2 separate regions of the Anas platyrhynchos genome follow, and region 1 is linked to region 2. A link is a contact called in public Hi-C data. All regions are on one chromosome and are shown on one strand. The core of a region is the stretch at or near the end of the contact, and the rest is flanking DNA. Distances in the headings are between cores, read along the strand shown. Region 1 holds the start of MARCHF2 (membrane associated ring-CH-type finger 2). Region 2 overlaps MARCHF2 (membrane associated ring-CH-type finger 2).

Evidence for each region. Hi-C and Micro-C count contacts between places; a contact is called where the count stands out from the background.
Region 1: a Hi-C map of liver shows a contact between it and region 2, with 1.7 times the contacts expected there. The contact joins the promoter of MARCHF2 here to the enhancer-like site in region 2. A contact is called at or near these places in 2 of 8 Hi-C or Micro-C datasets (liver and subcutaneous adipose tissue).

Annotation. Positions count from the first base shown.
Region 1 is chr29:4,023,642-4,028,269 of IASCAAS_PekinDuck_T2T, reverse strand. It overlaps MARCHF2 (membrane associated ring-CH-type finger 2), which reads left to right and starts at 2,407. Exons shown (of 5, transcript XM_027472651.3): 1 at 2,407-2,553. It overlaps RAB11B (RAB11B, member RAS oncogene family), which reads left to right. Exons shown (of 5, transcript XM_027472087.3): 5 at 1-1,422.
Region 2 is chr29:3,989,670-3,994,241 of IASCAAS_PekinDuck_T2T, reverse strand. It overlaps MARCHF2 (membrane associated ring-CH-type finger 2), which reads left to right. Exons shown (of 5, transcript XM_027472651.3): 5 at 1-2,880. It overlaps LOC101804439 (butyrophilin subfamily 1 member A1), which reads right to left. Exons shown (of 7, transcript XM_027472649.3): 7 at 4,016-4,572. Among named protein-coding and RNA genes, the nearest start is that of GP1BA, 28 kb to the right of the region's middle. Within about 2 kb of position 2,506, at least 3 of the 8 cell types and tissues checked have an H3K27ac peak or open chromatin away from gene starts, as enhancers often do.

The DNA.
Region 1 (4,628 bases), core at 1,158-3,657, 34 kb before region 2:
GGAACATCTGCTGCTGGATATTATCCCATGAAACACTCTCCTCAAATGGTTCTGGGTTTTCTTTCTGGGAGAGAAGCCATGGGGTCTTGACTATAACAGTTGAAGAAATAACTACATTTAGGTTACAAGGTTTTTTCCTCCCATAGTCAGATTTTTCTCTCACGTTTCTGTAAACATAGGGGAGAAATTAAAAGAAAATAGCTATCCTACCAAATGCTCTGTTTTCTGTCCTGATGAAGTCTCACAGTGAGGTTTTAGTGGCTGCACACACATAAGAAAGGTGTTGAAAATAACATTACTTAATATGTAATTACCCCTAATACAGTTAGTCTGGCTGTGTAGTTTACCGTTTCCTGCTTGGGAAATCTTTCTCTATCCTTGTTTTATTTGGGAACAATGAAGTATGTCTGCATTGCTTTTTCTGCCACCATGAATGCCTGTGCTGCTTATGCAGGCTTTATGAAGTGGTTTAATATTTATTCATGGCTTATGTTAATCAGTTAACATTATTGTACAGTAAGTGCCAGCATATTCCTTTGAAAAAAAATGTTTGCAACCTGTACAAGTAGGCTTATTTTGTACTGTAGATCAGTGTCTGAACGCAGGATCTTCTCTAGTTCCAGAATTTTTTTGCATGCTGCTTTTTCTCTAGATCTCCCCTACCCTGTTTTGAGTGAGTGAAGCAATATTTTCATGTCATGTATATACCTGCACTTGTAAGGGTTTGGTTGTTGTTAGAGAAACACAATACTTTATACATTTTGTAAAACTTCGGCAGAACCATAGCATCTTGAACTTTCTTTTCATGATCTTTCACTATTGACCTTGTGCATAATCTTCTTGACCTTTACTAAAATGCATAATATTAAGATTTCACTGAACTACTAACCTGTTGTTTCCCTCTTATTCTGTTTTACTGAATTGCAAACTGTAATTCTCAAATGATTGTACTTCACCTGATGTAACAGACCTGTCGTCAGCAGGGTTAACTACTATAATATTTTGTTTTGCTGAATGGGAAGAATGTTACCACAACTTCATGTAGTCAGTCTCTTGCTAGCTTGTGGAAACTCTCTATGATGATGGCTTTTCATCATTCACTAGCTCTTACACTTGCATCCCTCTGGTAACCACTGAATGTTATGGCGAGGCAATACTGGGTGAAATGATCTCAAGGAAGAGTTGGAGGCAATCTGCTGCTCTCTGAAGGCTAGTGAAGCAATTTGCAGTGAATTTTTGCTCTGTATTCTTCCAGATTTGGAGAACGTGCCTCACTTGATGAATCCTACCTGCATGTTAGCGAGCTGAAGTATTTTCTGATACAAAGCAAATATGAAACTGTAAATTGTGCTCGAAGGGGAAATCTGACATTCCAGTCTCAACTGTTCTGTCTGGTTATGTAATAAAATTAAGGGCGGTTAACTCTGATGGCTTTTCTTTTATAAGATTTCCAGACCAATGCCTTCAATTTTTTAGTATATGCACCTAGAGGGCTGTAGTTCAAAGCCAAGGTGGTGCCTACCCTTTCCCTTTTCAGCTTTGTTTAGGGGATACACTCCAGACAAAGGGCTGCATGCTTGCAGCCTAATCCCAGCGACTGATGGTCTGAATTCCTCCTTGGACACCACAGGAATCTGTCCTAAGGGTGTCCCAGTCCAGGAAGCACTTTGAGCACTTGGTATGTACTTGAATAACATCCTCTTGGGACGAAGTGCAGCAAGTGGGAGATGGAAACTTCTTTTTGGTGGCCCTATTTAGAAGGGTGAGCGTGGCGTCAGGGAGAGGGAGTGCTGAGATCCTGAAAATCTCTCCTTTAAGAGCCACGGGAGGAGCTGGGCTCCTTGATTGTTGAACTTCTGCTTGTTGAACTTCTAATAAATGAGTTGAGTGGTGTGAATAATCCTGCAGCGGAGAAGCCTTCTAGCCCAGGGTGCCGTGTCAATGTGTTTGCTTTCCAAATCCTGTTCTTGATGGGGAGTTGATTGAGGTGATCGACTGCCGTACGAGGTTGAGAAGCAGCTTGGCAGCTTCCCGGCCTCCTCAAAGAGATTTCCTTTGGTTTTTGACTCTGGGGGAGGCTCTGGTGTGAGGGCTGCTCTGTGCTCCCCCATGCCCGCTGCCAGCAGGAGGGGGCAGGGGCTGGGGTGGGCATTGGGGTGCCTGGGCCTGGGCCGAGCAGGGGGCGTGGCCCCGCCATGGCCCCGCCCCTTATGGGCGTGGCATCTCCCGGCCCCGCCCCCTACGGGCGTGGTTATGAATGGGGGCGCTGCCACTCGTAGGGGCGTGGCCTCACCCCCCGAGCCGCTCCCCTATTGGCCGCCTCCTGTTGCCAGCGTGGTCGCGTCGCGCCGCCGGCCCCCTGTCGGCGCTGCCCATTGGTGCGGGCGGGGGACCCGGCGTCGAGGCGGCGCGGCGATTGGCTGGCGGGCGGGGAGGAGGCCCCGCCCACTACCGCGAAGGGCGGGGCCCGGGTGGGCGGGGCCCGGCGGCCGCAGGAGCCGGCGATGGGGCGGCGCGCACCGCGCTGAGGGGCCGCGGGCGCCGGGACCGCAGGTACGGGGCGGGGGGGGCGGGGGCGGCTCCGGGCACGAAGCGGCCGCACCGGGACCGGGGCCGGGATCGGGGCTGGGCCCCGCAGCGGTGGGGGGGGGAGGCTCCGGGTGAGCCCGGCCCCGGGGGTCCCGCAGCCGCTGGGAGCCGTCGGGGACCGGCCCCGGGGTGGCGAACGGGGGGCGGGGGGGGCTCCAAACCGGCCCCCGCGGTTCCCTCCTCGCTCCGTGCCCGTCCCGCAGCGGCTCCGCTCCCACCTCCCGACCCCGCGGGGCCTGCGTGGCTCCGGGTTGGCCTCCCTGAAGTTTCGCCGTCTCCTCTCAGCCGTTTTTTTTAAATTTTTTGTTATTATTATTCTTATTTTTCTTATTTTTGACGTCTCAACCGGCGGCGGCGGAGGCCAAAAACTGCTGGATCACGGCACGCGTCCCAGGGGCGAGCCGGCCGGTGGCGGAGGAAGATGGCCGTGACATTGGAGGGGCCCTCCCGGCCTCCGAGCCCTCTGCTCCCCTCCGCTGGGCTCTGCCCGGGGCCGGGACCCCCACGGGAAACCCAAAAACCCCGCGGGGGTCTTTGGCCGAGGCTGCTTTGAGCAGGGCGACCTGTGGAAATGTCACGGCTCCGGGCTGGACGCTGCCCCTCAGGACGGCCCCGGCTGCCCCGCACCTTGTAGGAAGCCTTGTGGGGCTGAGACAGGTGGGGACCCATGGGCAGCGGTGTCGGGGCCAGCAGGAGCAGCTCTGGCCGCTCATCGGGCACGGTGGCGTTTGGAGCTGTGGCTGCTTCACCCCAAGAATCATAGAATCATAGAATCATAGAATATCCTGAGTTGGAAGGGACCCTTAAGGATCATCAAGTCCAACTGGATGAAGAACCGGCTGTCCTGCTCCAGCACGTGCGAGAGAGATCCCCCAGTTAGGAACCCACTTCTCCTCCCGCCCCATATCCCTCACGTATCCCTCCCTTGTGCTCACGGGGCTGTTTGTTCCCCCCCTCTCGGCCCTGTTTTCTTCAGGGCTCTGATTCTGCTCCTCTCTTCTCCCACGAAGTGTTTCTGTGCGCCTTTCCCTTCGGATCTGTTTTCCAGCACTTTCCCCATCTTCCAGACCCTTTCCAGACTCTTGCCAGGAGTCCTGGTGATGCCGCTGTGCTGGGTCAGCTCCGGTGGCCGTGGCCGGTCCCCTTCACCCTGCTCCCAGGGACGTGCGACCCTGCGTGGCTGTCAGGCTTGCACACGCATGGAGTAATCCTTCCAACAGCTGGATGTGAGCCTCGTCTTTCCAAAGCTTAAGTGTCTGAATACAGTTCTTGTATCTCCAAAGGATTACGGAGACAGCTGCAGGGCAGAGTGCAGGACTAGCAAAGCCCTGCTTTTCCAGGTGCACTTGAAGCACTGATGGTAAGGAGCCCTTCAGAAACAGGAGTGGAGGGAGAGGAGCTGGGACTGGAAAATCCCTTTGTCACATGCACCGCAGCAGTGAATTTAATAACCCAAATTGAGGGTGCCAGGTCCAGCTTCCCGCAGGCGTGGGCTGGAGCATTGAGGCCAGCAACTGTGGGCCAGGCAGCACGGGAAGCCTGTGTGTGCTTCACGTGTGTGCCGTGGATGTTGAGTACCAGCTGTGAAATCTGGGTTATCTGCGGGGCTCGCTGATCAACACCACTGGCGTTGTTGAAAAAATAAGTGGAAACAGGAAAAAAAAAGCAATAGAACCGATGGTTTCTTGTTTCTGTTATGCTTGGCTGTGTTCGTTGGTTTTATTTTGCTGTGGAATTGCACTGAGGCTGCAGACTGAGGTCACCCCGTGCTGGACACCAAGGAGGCCGAGCAGAGGAGCAGAGTCATGAATGTACCGATCGTAAACAGCTTCTGACAGAGCCCTTGCCTTAAGAGATGCTGGGAGAGGGGTTTTCTTATTCCAGGTTATTGATGCTGGCCTGGATCAAGCTAGTGGAGGACACGATGTTTCCCCAGGAGGAATTTGCAAAGATTCCTTCAGACAGCATGGCCAGAATCAACCCCAAATGCTTCCAGCACGATCTGGGAACTGGGGAAGGAGAGGCTGGATACGGGCTCT
Region 2 (4,572 bases), core at 1,257-3,756:
CCCCCACGCGTGCAGGGAGCGCAGCAGCCATGGAAGCACTGGGGAGCAGTCGTCCCACCCGAAGGGACTTGGCGGTCGGCATGTACTTCGTACGATGGCAAACACAGAGGATAAAGGTCTGTCGTGTGAAACGGCCCAAAAGAGCCAGATGGCGGAACACGCCTGTCTGCAGGGACACTTTGCTATAACTAAATACCGTACGTGGAAAATCTCTCACATATATATATATATCTATATATAATATTATTTTTTAATGGCCATGAATATTGTGTTTCAGTCCTTTTGTGTTGATGTTCTAAGCTTCAGTATAGAAGCTGGCAGCCTGATCTCATTCAGAGGTTAAATCTATGCCTTTTCTCTAAATGAGCGTATAAAGAACACTTTTCATTGACCGTTCTCGAAAGTCCCTTCTCCTTTGCACTAAATTGGTTTTGATAATATTGCAGCAGCCTTTCCCGTTACTCTTTGGTCTCTTTCGTGGTGTTTCTGTGCTTTCTAGAAAGTTATGTGTTTTTAATAATTATTATAATCCCAGAAGGAGTAAAATGACATAATACTGAATGGAGACATTTTGTATTGTAAAGTACTGTAATTTTGAGGATTTCAAAATAAGTTTCAAAAGCGGAAAATCTGTTCCTGTGCAGACGTGATCTCACAAAATGCTTTCCCTGCAGATCCTGGCTCATCCCCAGGACTCAGATGCGCTCAGCTCTTGGCTTGTCTGACAAAGGTAGATAGATGGAGGATCTGAGGGTGGGAAATGACGGCTCATCCTAGCTAAACCCACCGTTGCCTTTTGCTTTTAAAGGGTTCAGAAAGGCTCTTTCCCAACCCCAAAAGCTGAGAATAGGAGTCTCTGTTTTTGCTGACGTCCTTACACAATCTTGAGGCTGGACCTCTTGTAGTGTCAGTTATCCACATACCTTCCAGGGACAGGCCATGCTCTGCAGCTCTCGGCAGGACATCTCGGCTGTCTCTGTGCGCTTTATTTGCACATTCCTTGGCAGCAGAGGAGCTGCTGTCATTTGGTTCATCCCTGAACTCGCTGCCTGCCCATTATGTGTCCTCTGGCGAAACACCCCAAGTTCACTGGTTCCCAGAGGCGTGCAGGCTCCGGGTCCCTTTCCTTGCAGGGCTGGCTTTCCCCCTCCTCCTTCATCCTCCTGCATTTCCAGCATGCCCAGCTCCCAAACCCCTCTGCCCCAGAGTGGCCAATCTGCTGCAGGTCTCTAGCACATAGCAGAGTCTCTCCCTCTTCCTGAGCTTGGTGTTAGTCCGTGCCTCTCCAGCTCCTCGCTGCTGTGCCAGGCAATGTCTGTGTTTGGTGCTGTGCTCTCCCGAGCCCTGCTTGCAGAACAGACCGTAAGGATGCCAGCATTGGCACTGCTCTGCTGAGTGCAGCTGCTCAAGCATGAGACAGCTCCTGGTCCCGCAGCAGTGAGGGTAGAAAGCAGGGAGGAGGCAGGCTCCAAGGGTGTCTTTGCAGTGGGTGGTCACAGAGCGTGTCCCTCAGTTCCTTTCCTGATCCCAAGTGGATCAGTTGATGCCCTGCAAGACTGAGGCCTGTAATTTCTTGAATTGGCAGCACCACGTGCTGTTCCTGCTTCCTTCTAGCTGCAAAGCTGGATATTTTTCCTTGTGTGCCCCTGTTCCTTGGTTGTTTTTTTTTTGTTTTGTTTTGTTTGGTTTGGTTTGTTTTTTTTTCTGCCTGACCCTAGGCTGGAAGTCCCTGGTGGACACGAGCAGCAGTGGCCAGTATCCTCTCTCTCTGAATAGGATTGCTCCAACCCCAGGGCTGGCTCTGTGTCTGCTTTCCTCCTTTTATCTCCTGGCCCATGGTTATTCATGTGGCTCAGTGGTACCCCAGCACATCCTGCAGCAAAACCTGTGCAGCTGTGGGCAGGTCTCTGCTCTGAGCACGAGGGTCTCATTGGATCATGGGCTGAATGCTGTGGCACAGCCGGGCTGTGTGTCTCTGTTCCCCTCTCTCTGCTAGGCCCTGTCTGGCCTGTTCCCTTCTGCTGCTTACCCCGGGCACCTTCCCTGCCTTTCAGCTGTCACGAAGTGGGGGCTTGGCCCCTCGTGCTCCTGGAGGCTTGCAGTGAGGAGGCCTCTTCAGTCCAGCCTCAGCATCCTACAAGTGCTCACTTCAAATCAACTGTTCCTGCTGCCCCCAGCTCCTGCCTGCTGCTCCCCCTGCGTGGAGGTTTGTCTGTGCACCGAGGCCATGCAGTGGGCCCTCTGCCCCCAGCTCTGCTGGCTGCACTGCGGGAAGGGAGCTGCAGATCCAACGCGGGTGCTGCCTCCTTTCCCTTGGCAGTGGGCACCGCAGCACCACCCTGCCTTGTCCTAGGTACCCCTGCACTCAGCCTGTCCTAACAAAACCCGTGTCACCGAGACATTCCCGCTGCAACAAAAATCTGGGGATCTGGTTTAACCTTCCCAGCCCTGGCTGCCTCCCAGGAGCTTTGTCTTCCAACGCATCTAGTTCTGGCAGGTATGTAAGGATGTGCACTCCCACACCACGTTCCCATAGTAAGGACTTAAAGGAGCCAGTTGTTCCGGCTAGGAAACCCACTGTTGATCCAAATATGCAACTGTGAAAGCCAGAAGTCCCTGGCTGGGGCAGATGGGACCTGGCCCTGTGCTGCTGCACGGCCATGGCTTCACTCTGCTTCATTGTCTTTATTGTAGTTGCCAATAATTGGAGTTGTTGCATGTGCCCCTGCAAAACCCAATAGTGACTCTTTGAGTTCTTCTTCTCCTTCCCAGAGGAGATGTTCAGCTTGTGAATGTGGGAAATCAGTGTCTCTGACCCGCCACATTCCAGTGTCATGGGGAAACGGGCTGTGCAATTATGTAAATAAAAGTGAGACAAACTTTGGGCTGTTGTGTTGTTACTGGAGGAGACGGGAGGGCCCAGGCTATCTCTGTGATAACGAGCCATGTATGCTGCCTTCCCAGGGCAGCTTTCCTTAACTGCCTCCAGGAGAGCTGGCAGAAGGTTTTGTGTTGGAGCCGAAGCTGGACAAATCCCAGGGCTTTTGTTTTGTCTGTGCACAGAAACTTGCCTCGTGTGAGCCAAGTGAGGTGAGTTCTGGGACAAGAGGCTCCTTACAGCCTCACCAGGATGGGCATGGGGCTGCACAGGTTGGTCCTGGTGACCCTGCAATGCAGCCCCAGGGAGGCTCTGACTCTGCACTTTCTCTTTCCAAAAAAAACATCTATAACCCTAACCCTAAGTATGACCCAAAAAAACATGTCCCTTGCCAAGTTCTCCCATCAGAAAGTGCTCCGAACAGAAGCCTTTGGGTAGACCTGAACTCCCTTGGGGAGCCTTTTTGCAATCCCACATGCAACAGGACTCTGCGCCTTCTCTCTTTGAGAACGTGGGTGTATCACATCTCTTATCACCCGCAAGCCTCTGGGAAGGCTGAGAGGTACAATGGACTGTTAAAGACTATGTTACGAGCACTGGGTGCTGGGGTGTGGAAACACTGGGACATAAATCTACCAGAGGCCACTTGGCTAGCTAACAACAGAGGGGCTGACAGCCATAACCCTAACCCTGACACAAAAAAGTGTCAGGGTTAGGGTTAGCGCCAATGTGTACAAAAGCCTTCTGGTGACACCCAGTATCCTCAGGGATGCCCTAGAGGCCTCCCAGGGCACTATAGGACACCCTATGAGCCTCCTCTTGTAACCTGGAGGCAAAATAAGGACGTTTCCTGGGATCTAGAGCCCTCTGGAGGCCTCATAGGGCTCTCTAGTGCACTCTCGTTAACACTTGAGGCCTCCTGTGGTCCTCCCCTGCACTCTAGATCCTCTGCAGGTCTACCAGGGCCACCCAGTGCCCTCTAGCTCCTTCTGAATGCCTCCCAGTGACTCCCAGTGTCCTTTAGGATGTCCTAGAGGCCTTCAAGGGTACTCTAGGGTGCCCTACAAGCCTCCTCTTGAACCCTAGAGGCAAAATAATGTGAGAAAAAAATCTCAATAATTTTCTTCAGACAGGATCTTCTGTGAAGCTATTTTATTCATGATTGCAACGGCGGGAGTCCTGCAAGCAGGAGCACACAGTAAAATTTTATTATAACCTTATATTCCCTATTACCCAACACCTGGTTTCTCCTGTTTCCTCGTTGTCTGAGTACCACAGGTTCACAACCTACTCGACGCACTTCTATACCGTATGTGTACAATTTGATTTGACCAACTGTTAATTCCTCCTTTTCCTTTTTTTTCCTTCTTCTCTTGTGACTAGAGGGTCCGTGATTTTTGTATTTACTGACTTCATACTGCTCATCCTGTTTTCCTTAGCTAAACTCCTTATTTTGGGACAGTGGGACCATCCCCTTATATGCTTAACATACTCCCCACTGCTATGCCACACAATCATTTTTGAGTATGCATGGTTAGTGGAATTTTCCACTGCAAAAACACCTTCTACTGCAAAAAACACACCTTTGTTTCTCCCAAGACTTCTTCAAGCCCCACGTTGAGTGGTGCCAAAAAGGACTGTGGTGGGTTGACCTCAGACAACATCTAACCTGCTGGAAAAAAGGGATGTGTGGA